Regions from separate parts of the Anser cygnoides genome. Here region 1 is linked to region 2. A link is a contact called in public Hi-C data. All regions are on one chromosome and are shown on one strand. The core of a region is the stretch at or near the end of the contact, and the rest is flanking DNA. Distances in the headings are between cores, read along the strand shown.

Evidence for each region. A called contact is a pair of places that touch in the nucleus more often than the background predicts.
Region 1: a Hi-C map of fetal liver shows a contact between it and region 2, with 1.8 times the contacts expected there. The contact joins the promoter of CFDP1 here to the enhancer-like site in region 2. A contact is called at or near these places in 5 of 7 Hi-C or Micro-C datasets (fetal liver, granulosa cells and liver).

Annotation. Positions count from the first base shown.
Region 1 is chr12:13,545,285-13,552,316 of Taihu_goose_T2T_genome, reverse strand. It overlaps CFDP1 (craniofacial development protein 1), which reads left to right and starts at 3,433. Exons shown (of 6, transcript XM_067004672.1): 1 at 3,433-3,677; 2 at 4,517-4,727; 3 at 6,170-6,288. The coding sequence starts at 3,448. TMEM170A (transmembrane protein 170A) reads right to left here and starts at 3,394. Exons shown (of 3, transcript XM_048078758.2): 1 at 3,236-3,394; 2 at 2,949-3,119; 3 at 1-2,502. The coding sequence starts at 3,350. The coding sequence ends at 2,372.
Region 2 is chr12:13,430,764-13,437,562 of Taihu_goose_T2T_genome, reverse strand. It overlaps WDR59 (WD repeat domain 59), which reads left to right. Exons shown (of 25, transcript XM_067004730.1): 11 at 1,768-1,900; 12 at 4,970-5,094; 13 at 5,859-6,023. Among named protein-coding and RNA genes, the nearest start is that of WDR59, 23 kb to the left of the region's middle. Within about 2 kb of position 2,527, at least 1 of the 3 cell types and tissues checked has open chromatin away from gene starts, as enhancers often do. A contact at or near this core is called in fetal liver, where this site is marked.

The sequences.
Region 1 (7,032 bases), core at 2,184-4,683, 110 kb before region 2:
GGTTGCGAGGAGTGAAGTCAGGCTGTCCCTATGCAGACCAGCACGTGGAAGCCAGCTCGAGCAGCGGCGCCTCTCGGGGCGGAAGGTTTCTCGGCGTGGAGTTTCCTGCTGGGCTCTCAGGACACCTCGGCATTTCCATTTTTTTGCAAGCTCTTTACAGCTTTTGGCAAGTTCGCGCTGCAGTAGAGCAGGAATTGTTCTTCTCCCAGGCAGTCGTGGGGTACTTACCCAGCCTCGTGCAACAGCCCTCAGTATTTCCAAATCCCAGCCTTCCCAAATCCTTCTGTCCGAGCAAAGCCACCTGCTGAAGACTCAAGGGATTCCTCTGCTTGGAGGAAGGTGAAGGTAACACCAAAACAACGTGATGAGAGGGAGGAACCTGCATTCACAGCCTGCCCTGGTGCTTCGGCTCAAAACTACGCCGCTGTGTTTGGGTCTGGTTTTATTGCAGGAGGCGAGGAAGGCTGACCCGCCCCGTCCAGCCTCAGCACTTTTAATCCGTCTGGGAAAGGACGGGACGAGTCCGTGAATTGAGCCACGTGCTCCAGGCACAAGCTGTGCACGACGCGATTTGAAATGAGCAGGAAGGGGAAGGCGATCCAAGCAGATCACTCATGACTCCTGCTTTTCGTTTGGGGCAGGGGGGTGGAAGCGCAGAGGGGAGAGGGCCCCCAGAGCCCCACGCAGCAGACCCAGGGCTCAGACCCTGCCTGCCTAAGGAGAAGGGTTTGCATTCAACTCCTAAAATTCACAGCTTTATTCCCTGGATTAATACAGGCTAAAATTTAGCGTATTCTCATTAAAGCTCCTGAAAAACAACTTTCTCCATCCACTGTCAAAGGACTGTTCGAGAGAACCTGAAGAGAGAATTTCGTGATGCACAGCAAGAGAATTTTATGATGCACATGATCCCGTTCAGGGTTGTTTCATCACCTTTGTGGAAGACAACTGGCCGTACGGAGGGGATCAGACACAGAGGGCGAGCTGCTCTGAAAACCCAGCGAGTTCAGAAACAACCCAGGTGGGAAGCGTGGCCTGGGAGGCCAGACACGGACAGCGCCTCCCTTCAGCAACCCAGATGACGGCAGCGGCTACGAAACACGCAGGGACCACAGCAAAGCCCTGGGGCTGGCTACTCCACGCAGCAACAGCCTCAGGATTCAGCCCCAGCTTCCCCAAGGCCCCAAAACCCAGCCCCCAGAGAGCACACCTGAGAGCCCTGACCGCACAGCACACCTCCAGGCAAGCAGGCAGATCAAGAATTAATTAAAAGTCACTTAAAACTAAACCAATGCGTTAGGAGAGAGTGTACCTCGGTGGGTAGGGGTTGAGGGGCATCTAAAATTATGTTTGCGCACCAGTGAAGATGTCCAATTCTCCCACACCGACGTGAGCACGTTCAGCAGGTGAAGTCAGAATGAGTTCAGGAACACAGATCTCCTCCAAAGCCCGAGAAACTACCGCGCACGCCCACACGTGCCCTGGGATTGCTGCTGCGGGCAGCGGGGTGCAGCTCCCGTGCAGGACGTCCAGTGTCTGGAGAGCTTCACAGTAATAAAACTCATTAAAATCACAATCTTTCTCACACCATCTCCCTTGCCCCTGAGGCATGTTCACAACTCTCAGCCACAACTTTTCAGTCTCAGCTATTTAAAATGATTTTTCCTTTTGCTGCTCCCCAGCTTCACCATGAGCATGATCTGGCAGAGACGGGGCCAGAAGAAAAACAATAAAAGAAATTTCTCATGTAAAAAAAAAAAAATCACATTAAAAGAGCTTCGGGTTCACTGCAAACAAAGCAGCAAGAGGTCAAAGCATTAACTGAGCGCTGAAGACACCGCACCAGGCGTGGCTGCTGTTGAGTTACACGCTGCTGCTGCCACAATCTGTCACCTGCAGAAGGTAGCGGAGCCTCCTCCAGGGAAATGAAGTTTCACTTGGCACTTAGCGTTACGAAAATGTAACAAAATTAACAATTTTTATCTTAATTTCTAAAGCAGACCGGGGACCCGTTTAGTGGCGCATTTTGGCCGGGAAGCAGCCAATGCTGCTTGCAGATGTTTGCTCAGGATCGGCGGCACAGCTTCAGCAGTGCCGGGGGGACCTAACCCAGCCGTTACGGTGGTACATGAGCAACAGAAGTTACAGAAAGCACGTTCTCCAACGCATGCGTGTGGCACGCAGCCCTTCAGGTCAGGCTCTGCCGCCGGCCTGGAGGCAGAAAGCCTTCACACAACCTCAAGCAGGGGAGGAAGCGCACGCCGAGGCACCCCTCGAGTTGCGCTCCCTCGTTATTTGCTTCACAGAGCCCGGGCACGGGGCAGATGTTTGGGTTCCCTTCCATTTTCAAGCGCTAGCATCCGAAGAAAAGCTAGAGAGTGGCTAAAATCCGTAGGAACGAAACCACCACCACACAGAACGTCTGACCCACTCCTAAAATGAGGGCTTCGAAGGGAATCATGTTTTTCCCTGCAGCTCTGTAAACTCCTGCGATGGCAGCACCTGCGGAGAGGGGGGAAAAAGCAGAAAGATTACTGCGTGATATGAAAAACACTGCGGTGCCACGGGAACGAGCAGGGAGGGGGCTGACTGGACAAAGTGAGGGGTTCTGCAGAAGCTCTGCAGCCCAGCGGGCAGGGGCAGGGTGCTCGATATGTGATAAATCTTAGCCACGAGGCAACGAATGCGGGTGGCAACAGAGATTCGTGGGGAACAGCGCTGGCAGAGCTCTGCCCAGGCCCCCGTGAGGTCCTGAGCTGTCTGGGGGCACATTTTCAGCCCACGCCAGGACGCTGGCAGCCCACAAACGCAGCCCATTTTTTGCACAGCCCCCAAACCCGGGCGGTTTTTGCCCGAGCCAGGGGACGCGGCCCCCTGTGAGGCACCCGACGGGCAGGCGGGGGGCGGGGGGGCGGCGGCGGCGCCCAGCGCTGGGGCGGGTCCCGTACTGGTGAGGATGCCGGCGGTGATGGGTCCCACGATGCCCATCAGCAGGAGGCCCAGCGACATGAAGCGGCCGTACTTGTGGCGCCGCAGCGTGAAGAGGGCGAGCAGGGCGGCGGGGGCGTGGAAGGAGAGCGAGGAGACGAGCGCCCACAGGAACACGCCGTACCACATCTCTGCGGGGGGACGGCGCCGTCACGGGGGCTCGGCTCGGGGCAGGCCCGGCGGCCTCCGGCGGCCCCCGGGGAAGGCCCGGCCCGGCGCCGAGCCCGGTTCTCGGCCGTGCCCGTACCTGAGAAGGCCGCCAGCGGGTTGGAGTAGGCGGCGGTGCCGTTCCCGGAGCGCGGCACCAGGCGCAGGCTGAGGATCTGCTGCAGCAGCCCGCCGCCCGCCTCGCCGCCCTCCATCGCTTCGTCAGCCCCTCCCTCCCTCTCCGGTCTCGGCCAATAGGAAAGCGCCGCTCGCTGACGGGCGGCGCCGCCCGCCAACCAGCTCCCCGCTGCCATGGCAACGGCCGCGGGCGGAGACCCGGAAGCGGAGGGGCCGGCGGCCGGGCCCCCGGCCGAGGGAGGGCGGCGGGGTCCGCCCCGCCAGGGGGCGCTCGAGGGCGGCGGCGGCGGCGGGGGCGGCGCTCTGGCGGCGGCGGCGGCTCCCGGTGGTTACCGGCGGCTCCATGTCGGGCTCGGAGGAGGAGGCGTACAGCTCGGCCGAGGACGAGGACTACGTGCCCTCGGGTGAGCCTCGCCACCGGGGCGTCCGCTGCTTACCGCGGGGTTCGTTACCGGGAGGTTCGTTACCGGCGGGTTTGGTTACCGAGGGGTTTAATTACCGGGGGGCCGTTGCCGGTTGTGCCCGCAGGCGCGGAGTACAGCGAGGATGACGGCAGCGAGCTGGTGAAGGAGGACGAGGAGCAGCGGGACCGGGACCGGGCCCGGGCCGGGCCGCGGGCAGCCCGCGGCAGGAGCAGCCCCCGCCGCCCCGCCGGCAGGTAGGGACCCGGGGGCGCGGCCGTGCCGGGTGAATTAACCGAAAATCGGTTTTTTTTTGCGCTGTCCGGTGCTCCGCGAGGGCGTGCAGCGTGCCTGGGGGTCCCTCGGGATGCCCGGTGAGGAGAAATGCCTCGTTTCGGGGTGTTTTGTGGGTTGGCGTTGGGATTTAAAAGGATGGGATGCCTTGGAGCCCTCACCAGCGGCTAATTAGATGCGTTAATAACAACAGTAACTTAGCTCTTTTCTATTTGGGAAGCCAAAAGCCCCACACATAAGGGGCACGTTTAAGGCCTCCTCGCCTGGAGGTTCCTGCAGAATCCACGATCCACCTGTACGTCCACCCCGTATGCCCACCTGTAAGCTCCATTCAGGGCTTCTCGCTGCATTTTCCACCTAATTACTGTGGTTTCTGATCAGGGCAGTCCTGTAATTAACCAGCTTCCCCCCTCCGAGGTTAGGGGAAGCCTCCCAGGCAGGTGCTGTAGCCGGGACGTGAAGTGTTTGTATTGTTTCACCCACCTAAGTTTGGGCTCTGGGGTGGTGCCGCGGGATCTCAGCGTGGTTTTTTGGGTGTCTGCTTCCAGGAAGAGGAAGAAAGGAGGTCTCGTGCTAGAGCCCGATGAGAAAGAGGAAGGAAAGGCTCAGGAAAACGAAGAGGAGGAGGGGGATAACTTAAAGCAGGCGGAAAAAGACAGAGAAGAAGAAGAGAAGAAGAAAGAGGACGCGCTTTGGGCCAGCTTCCTTAGCGACGTGGGACAGAAGCCCAAAGTGGCGGTGGCCACGCAAGCTGACAAGGTACCGGGGCCTTCACTGAGGGGATGTGAGAAGGGCCTCAAGTTGGAAAGTGCTGGTTCTGGGTGGCGGCAGCTCCAGTTGGAGCTGTGGAGGGCACGGATTTGTCCCTGCCCCATCTGTTTGTAAGCCTGGAGCCCCACTGTGGGCAAAGCTGGTTGCCTTCCAGGCAGGGAGGTCTGTGACCTGGTGGTGCTGATTTTTTGGAGCTGCTTGTCAGCATCCTCGAGTGTCCCAGGGAGCCCTGGTGGCTTCCCTTCCTGGTGGTGGAGTCCCCTTGTGAAGCAGAAACAGCACAGTGAGGCTTGGTCCGAGTTACCCTTGTGTGTACAACTCTCCCCCGTGGTTTCTTGTGCCTGTCCCGCTGCTCCAAAGCTAGGGACACAGAGGAGAGGCACCACTGCCCCTCTGTCAGCTAAAAGAGTCTTTTGTAACTAAAATCTTGACTCTTGAACAAGCGATGTGTGGGGAGAACAGTTCTCGTTGTGTGACGCTTCTTTCTCTAACTGTTGGAAAGCTGGAGAACAAGTGTCGCTGCGTAAGTTTGCAACTTTCAGAAGAGTCCTTTTATCTGAAGCCTCGTGCTTCTCCCCACCTCAGTTGTTACTGGCTGAACAGCTGAGGTGGTTGTAGATAGACGAGAGAGGAAAAGTTCTCTTCTGAGCAGTTCTCGTTTTATGTGCGGATCACTAGAACATGCGTGGTCTTTAGAAGTTCCCCTGCAGTCTGGAATAATTTATGGAGATGCAGTCCCTCTGCTCTTCTTGTGAACTTCTTATTTTGGATTTGTTTTCTGAAGATCTTCTCAGTGTGTAGTTGATTTTGAGCAAGAATTGAAGTTTTTGCTTTCATTATGTGCAGGGTCTGGGGATTTTCATGTGCAACGTTAAAAGCTTTAGGTGTTACTGTGTAAATAAAGAGGCAGTGTGGACAAATAGCTTAAGAAAGCTAATTTCCTCTCAACATTATTGACAAATGGCCTGGTATCTTCAGGGTTCTCTGTGAAGATCAGCCTTGCTTTTGCTGCTGATGGGTCTCGTATATTCTTGGGCAAAAGTGAATGTATTTCTGTTTAATCCACCCTGGCAACTTTGCTGTTTGGCTGTACTTGATTTGGGAAAACTGAATTCTTCAGAACTTTGCTTGCTTTCTGAACTGCAGCAATATATTCGTGTCAGTTCCTATATTTAATTACAGTTTCACTTCTCATTTTGGGTCTGTTATAAATCCTGACTTCCAGTGAGAGCCTGGGGACGAGACAGGGAACTTCCTTCTAGCAGCAGGGACTCTTTGCCTTTTTCTCGTCTGTGGGTGACGTGCTTTGACCAGCCAGACTAAACTGTGGTGCTGCCTGAGGTCTGTCTTGGGTCCTCGGCCACTTGGGACGGTAACTTGGCTGGGCTGCCGAGTGCATTGCTCTGCTTTCTCCTTTGTGTATTTCACAGGCTAAAGAAGAGAAGAATGTGAAGAAGCTTCAGGAGAAACCAAAAGACTCCGAGAAGCCAAAAGATTCAGGAAAAGTGACAATCACCAAAGTGTTTGACTTCGCTGGTGAGGAAGTCAGGTGAGTTGGCAGCTCTGTGCAGAGCGGGTGTCGTTCTGCTGCCGGCAGGCTGGGGACGCACTGTGAAGCGTGGTATATCCTCTCCTTTTTCCTTTATGCTTTTAATCCTGAGCACAGAAGAACCTCAAGGGAAATGAGGCCAGGATCTTTCTGCCTGAGGGCTGCGGAGTATGTTTAGATGAAGGCTGAGGTCTACGCTTTGTACCTTGAGAATATTCCTTTAAATTTGCTTAGGCCTCCTGTGTGGACAGCGTATAAAATGGTGGCACTGCCACTGAGGGTTGAGACAAGGAGAGAATTGAATGTGGCCACGCAGGCATGACAGTCGTGCATTTTATTCCTTCAGCCCTTTTAATTCCTTCAGTCTAGTCCAAACCCTGTGCCGAGGGCAGGATATCTGCTGGCACTTTCCCTGGTGTTGTGCACAATCCAGTACAAAGATCTGCAGATAGTAAGAGGTGTTTTGCTGAACTAAGAGCTAACAGCTTCTCTGAAACAGCTGCAGCGAAGGTGATGGGCTAGGTGAAATCATCCTCTAGGCTCTTCGACTTGCAGGAGGCCCCATGGGATGAGCTACAGAAAGGGGCAGGCAACTAAGGTGTAAAGGTTCAAGACCAAAACCACGGGGCCCTTTGAAATCTGACCAGCTGTAAATCTGGCTTTGTGAGATGAGAGTTTCGCCTCTCTTCTGTGTGACAGCAGAGGGCAGCAGTTCCCAGCAGTAACACCTCAGCTGCCCGGATC
Region 2 (6,799 bases), core at 1,278-3,777:
GGCAGTGTGAGTCCTGTTGTTCTGCTGCCTGGCGGCAGTTGCAGAGTGCTGATGCAATTACTAGGACAGCTCTGCTGCGTCAGACCAGAGGTTCACATGGCCATGATGGCCCATATTGCTCCCTCTGTCTCATCTTCAGCTGTGGATGTCTTGGAAGAGGATAAGAAAGAGGCAAGTATGGAGTGACATTTCTCACATGCCCTCCTAGGCTCCTGTAGTTTACAGCTTAAGAGGCTTACCAAGCTTGACCATCTTTGTATCTAATAGAGCTCGATGGACTCCACTTCCCTTGATTTGTTCCGTCTTTTCTTGGACCTGTGTACATTTCTGTCATCCTAAACGTCCCATGATGAGGAGTTTCACGGCTTTTCTGCATGTTGTGTGGAAAAACAGCTCCTTTCATGACTTTATTTGCTACCTGGTAGTTTTGTTTGAAACGTACTAGCTCTTATATTAAAGAAATGAGCAGCCAATCTTACACCATCTTGTCTGTGCTACTGATGATTCTGTAAACCTCCATCATATCCCTCCTCAGCTGCCTCCTTTGTCAGGTCAAAAGGTCTTGATTACTGTCATCCCCTGTACAAGAATTTTGATCATACTTTTGCTTTCACAACCCTTTTTCAGTTCTACTATATCCTTTTTGGGATGGGGATCAGAACTTGTTCTTAGCAAAGAATTCTCAATACTCAGTTTGTTTTTAAATTGCTGGGCATAATTCCATGAAAACATCAGCTTAGTCTGGCCTCTGTTTTGTTCCCTCAGCTTGAATTTGCCATTTTTTGCCTGTATGCATTACTTTATATTTATCTGAACTGAGGTTCATCTTCCAATTTAATACAGTTACTTCTGTAAGGTCTTTCTGTGACTGTTGCCAGCCACTTACGTTACTACCCTGAATAACTTGGTGGCATCAGCAAACCTGGTCATGTCGCTATTCACCTCCTGTTCTAGGTCTTTAATGAATATGTTGAGAAGCATGTGTCCCAGCACAGATCCTGCAGGAGTCCTGCAGGTCTGTAACAAACCTTTTCTGTGAAAAGTGACCCTTTACTCCTACATGATATATTTGTGAATATTTTATTTCTGTCCTGTCTTTGAATCGATTGTTTGTCTCTTCCCTTGTTGGCCCCTGCTCCCCTCTTGTTCTTGGTCTTTATCAAACTACACATATGATGCCATGTTGCTGGTGACCAATGCTGTAATTTGCTATATCATAACCTTATCCTTTCTTCTCTGTGTTTCTTCTCTTCATCTTCCCTTCTTTTATTGTGCTGAACTTTAAAATACAAGTTTTCATGGTCTCTTTCTGGTACAGGACTTGGAGCACTGGGGCCTGTGGTATTTTTATTTACCTGGGCCTCCAAATCCTACTGGAGTGTAAATATCAAAAGCAGGAAGCATACTACTGTCGTATCTGATCTAAAAAATTAAATTACTTCTGACACACACACATTAATTTAAGGACTTAAAGGCATTCACGTGTAGTTTTAAGTAAAACCTCTGTTACTTAGACTGGCCACGTCACTTAAGTGGCTTTTGTAAGTGAGCAGGAGGTTTGGCCAGGCTGTCTGAGGTGACAAAGGGGAGGATGCTGGAAAGGGGAAAATAACGTGTCTTGTCACAGTAACAATGCCAAGGTCTTAAAGCCATGACTGTTGAGTGGACGAACCTACCTTGGAAATCCAGAAATGAGTGGTTTAGTGGTGTTTCCTTCCATGGTTTGGTTTCCATTGTGCAGCATGTGGGTCTGCTTGTTCTTTTCAGTTGTGTGCTAACGATATCCTGGATGGAGTTGATGACCTCGTCGATGGGATTTCTCTTCTGTCGGAGCCGGACAAGACCCTTCATCCCCAGGACTCTGAGCCCCAACATAACTCTGGGCACGGGGATGAGGAAGGTGAGGCAAGTGATGGGTTGTGGAACTCTAAACATGAGCTCTATTTGCGTTGGGAAGATGATGCATCATGGCATAAGAAAGTAACACCATAGGCAAAGCAAAAACTGGTCTTGTTTCAAAGATCAATGGATTCCCAGTTTGGGAGGAGGAAAGCCACGAGGGGTTTCTCGGGCTTGTCCTACCAAATTTTTCTCCTCTAACACAATGATGTCATTCTAGCTGTAAAACAGGTCTCTTCCTTGTCACTACTGGCATTTAATTGCATTGTCTTTAGGTCTTAGCTGTGACTTCCTGACAAGAATAACGTAATCAGAAAGTCAGTTCAGCTTCTTAAGAATATGTTTTGTTTTAAGCTGAGAGATGAGCCCCACAGAAAAGGGAAGGCGCTCTGACACAAACTGCTTACCTGGTATCGAAACCCTTCTGCTAGTCGCTATGTGAACTGGTCTGAGGACATGGACGTGTTGCAGATGTCTTCTCCCAACCACCGAAGTAGTATGGAGAGAGCTGCTGTGTCTTTTTTCACGTGTTGAGGAGAGGTGGCTTAAGGCTGGCAGAGTGGAGGGGGAGGGCTGGCGTCTCTAACCTGTGAGCACCAGAAAGGTGGATGGGAGCGGGCTTAACAGTAAGTATTGATTTGGTTTTATGGAAGAGAAGGCAAACAAAGGCAGGAATGTAAAGGAGGGTTTGTGTGGTTTAGGATCTGGCCGGGTTAAACATTCATGGGTGATAGTGTTTGAAGAGGTTAGAACAGAACAGAAGAGGTTGCATCAGCCGAGACCCAAGGTGAGGATGTGCACATGAATAAGTCCTCTAAAGAGGTTTCTACATCTAATACTGAGGAATAAGAATTGGGTGCTCCCATGGCTTTGTGTCAGCTTGGGTTTAAATTCAGTTCTCCTCTGTAGTGTGGCGCAGTGCTACAATGGATCCCCATGTGGCAAGTTTACAGACAAGCAATTTGTTTCTCCTTTTGGCTTGCCAACAAATTGGAGAGAAGGTGAGGAAATGGTCTAATGACTGTCCACTGAATAAAGGAGGTGGTCTGAGTCTCTTAGGAAGACTAGCTCTTAGGAAGGTAGCTCTTCCTAACTGGAAGTTTCCTGCCCAGTGAAGTTCCTCTGTAAACTCTCCTGTGTGGCAGCAGAACAAGTTTCTAAAAGTTGCCAGCACCTCTACCTACATGAGAGTTTTATAATACGATAGCAAGTACCCTGGCTACCTGTGCTCACCGCGAGCAGTACTGCATGGGGAAGCACAGCCTCTCCTGCTCTAGCGGAGAGCATTGAGAAGGGTTCTTGTTTTTGTCTGCCTGACGTCTTTTTTCCAAAGGAGAGCGTCTTTCACTGTCCTTGACAACATCACATTCATGTGTCCTACGTGGCTTCTTTGTGCATCTGGTTTTGGTTCAGGCTGGTAAGGTTTCCTTTGCGGCCAAAGGGAATAAAAATGACTTTCTGTAGCAGGGCAGATTTTGCTGCAAATAGCATGACTTCAGGATCAATGCGCAAGCAAGTCCCTAGGTAGGAATTTCAGTTCTTTCTAGCCTAAAAGCTATTGTGGACTGTTGATTTCAGCAGCAAAGTCTCTTATGTTACATTAGTAAAGCACTTTGGGGGATCTTTGAAGATAACAGGGCTCTGCAGATAAATCAGAAAGCCCCCCAGCTGTGTCGTCGGTATACAGCTGTCCTCACTGGTTGTTGCCTATGAAAGATCTTTAGGAATCTAGACAAATATGTGGGTTTCTGGGGATTAGAAGCTAATTGGAAGGGAATGGGGATAGAAGACAAAGGGAAGGCAGTGCCCATTTTAGGAACCTCAGAGGTGGCTTTTCAGTAAGCTATGTGGCGTCTTGAGTTAGAAATAATTATCTTCCCTCAGAGCCACTGATCTTCCTTTAATCCTTTTTCCAGCTCCCTATTGTGAAGTATATCTAAGCACTAATAAAATCACAGATAGGAATGAGTAGCTAAGCGTCCTACCTATCCAAATTCAGCAACCAACTGGGCAGCCATAAAGCCAGATATATTTGTCCCAGTAGCAAAGTCAGTGGCTTTCAGGCAAAACCTGGTAAAGGATAGCTTTCTGCATTTCTTTTTTTTTTTTTTTTTCTCCCTAAGAGTAGTCTGTGCAACATCAAGGGTGAAAATGACAGCTGAGTAAATGGGACTTGCCTTGTGTCCTTGGGAACCATCATCAAAAGATATATTTGGCCTTCTTAGGAAAGGTTGCCACACGAAACCCCCTCCAGCAGGAGCTGCCCCTGTCCTAATGAGGTATGTCGCAAGGGTCAAGGCAAGAGCCAGGCACAACAACAGGCAGAGACCAGTTCTTCTGAAACACAGTCCACTTGGCTATTTTAACCCTAATTTCTTGTGTCCCCGCAGTGCTTGCCTGGCTCTTTAAATCTGTCCTGTGTTTGAGGGGTTATTGTCCTCCTGAAAAAACACTGACAGTGGAACTGGACAGTTAGATCCAGCATTTAAATGAGTCCTGAAGAATTACTCACTAGAGTGCTTTGCAACATTAAATGCACACTGCTGCATCAAATGAATTAAACCTCTCTTAGGGCCAGAAATACCCTCTCCTCTCTCCCAAAGCCTTATTCATCAGCTTGCTTTGGACACATTCCCTGAAAGCCACGAGCGGCGGGGTGTGAATCCCAAAGACCAGAGCTCCTCCTGGAGACTGCTTTGGCAGCAGTTCTTTCCTGCTGGACCAAGAGGCTCCACTTCAGATGTTTGTGACTGTGGCAGTACTGTGTGGGGAGGAGAAGGTGTCTCAGATGAGTAGAGACCAGACCATTTAGGGCTGTACAGAATACAGATGGCTTCTGTAACTTTCCTCGGAAACCAGTGTGCAGACAGGTTTGGTGTTTTTTTTAAGAGCAAGTATCTGAAGCCTGCCTCTAAACAACAGCTGAGACCCTCCAGCTCACAGGTTTCTGCCAGGTAAAACTCATATTTCAAGGAGCAGAGAAAAGCCTGTTCTCTTGGCTGCCTCCTGGCATTGCGTGCCAAAGGTCTCCTATAACTTGTCTCGGTCTGTTCTGCATCTCTCCTGTCAGCCTTAAAAGAAGACTTCCTGAATGACCTCCTGGTGGGAAAGAAAACAGACCAGCTGGGGCTGCCTCAAACGCTGCAGCAGGAGTTTTCGCTGATCAACGTGCAGATCCGAAATGTCAACGTGGAGGTAGGGAGTTTCCTTTTGCTGACTGGCTAGGAGGGAATGTGGGCAAGCTGGCTCATCAGAGCCTATTGAGGAGAACCCTTCTGCTGCAGTGACTGCTGCCTGTAAACAAGGTTTATTTTGAGCTGTCGAGATCTCTTTTGGCCGGGGGTAGCAGAAAAGAGGATAATCCCAAACACTGGGAGTGAGGGAGTCATTTCAGCTCAGTAAGTACCCTGGCGCTGATCCCAAGAAGGCTGGACTGTGTTTTCCTCCCTGCCAAGACTGCAAAGTGACTTGTTCCAGTACGTGTAGCTGATCTCAACTGTTCCTGAACTTAGTCTGCTCAGCCCTCGCTGTCCTGCACTTTGTCCCTCAGAGTACTGGGGTGGGAGGCTTGAGGCAGCTGCCTGCCCTCTTCCCCTACCCCCGTGATTTCACATCCTTGTGCATCTTTCTGAGATGGTGGGATATGACCCTGGATGGTGCCTGTTACTGCTGCGCTGGGCCTGGAGCCCTCCCCAGCCAAGTGAAGAGGGTTGGGGTGCAGCGGCTGCTGGGAGCAGGCTGGGCTGGCTGCCGTCTGCAGGAGCTGCAGGACTCGTGGTGACGGCTGCTCCCCTCTGCCTGGGGTTTTTGCTGTCACTGTGTTTTGCTGCCCTTGAGAGCAGCATGACTTCATCTTACGGGCGTGCAGAGGAATCAGCCCCTCAGCATGAATTTAAGCCACTGTGAGTTTAGAGGTCCTTGGAGACGTAACTACAGAGCGATTGCTTTCCCTCGCGCAGATGGATGCGGTGAATCGGAGCTGCACAGTGTCAGTGCACTGCGGCAACCACAGAGTCAGGATGCTGGTGATGTTCCCTGTCCAATATCCCAATAACGCTGCGCCGTCCTTCCAGTTCATCAACCCGACCTCGATCACTGCCTCCATGAAGGCCAAGCTGCTGAAGGTGTGTGGGGAGCGTACACGGTCTGTACAAAGACACACGTGCTCGACACCTGGTGTCTAGATTTCTGACACAGTAAGACATCTGACCTTGCTGAAGATATACCACAGACCACTGTTAGAACTAATACATTCTGCAGCCCCCAGGGTGAGGTATTTCTTGGCTTTGCAGCCCAGTATTTGCCTTCCTTCGCTAATGCACTTTGAGTGTGTTTTTCCGTGCTATTCTACATTAGTGTGATGTGTATTGCCTGAGGATCCCTAACATCCTCCTCCTCGTGCATTTGCCCCCAACCCCTTAATAGACCAAATGACCCTATAAGCATCCAGCTACAGAAAGTATGGTATTTCTGAGCTGGCATGTTGCTTCATGCTCTCCTCCACAAACTGTTTTAAAAACTAGAGAACTTTTTACACGAACCCCACAAATTCCAGACCAGGCGTTTGATCATCTGGTATAGAAAGTCCTACTGCTGCTGAAAGCCCTTCTCCAGCAACAAGAACTGCTCTCTCTTGCCTTCTGTAAACACAATAGGAGCAACAACCTTGATTTACCCTAGGACCACGAAGAAAGGGCCAAGTAGTAGGCTGTTTCCTAAATTAAAATAGATACAGGGTAGAGATGTAGGGGTAGGGACATAGAGTGCTGCTGTCTTTGGGCTTACAGTCACTGAATTTTGTTGTGTTCCCCTCAAAGCTTGAGGGGAGAATACTTTGTGTCCTCCTTGGAGAGAGGAAACTTTTTTTTTCTTTTTTACTGTGCTGACCTTGGGCAATGGT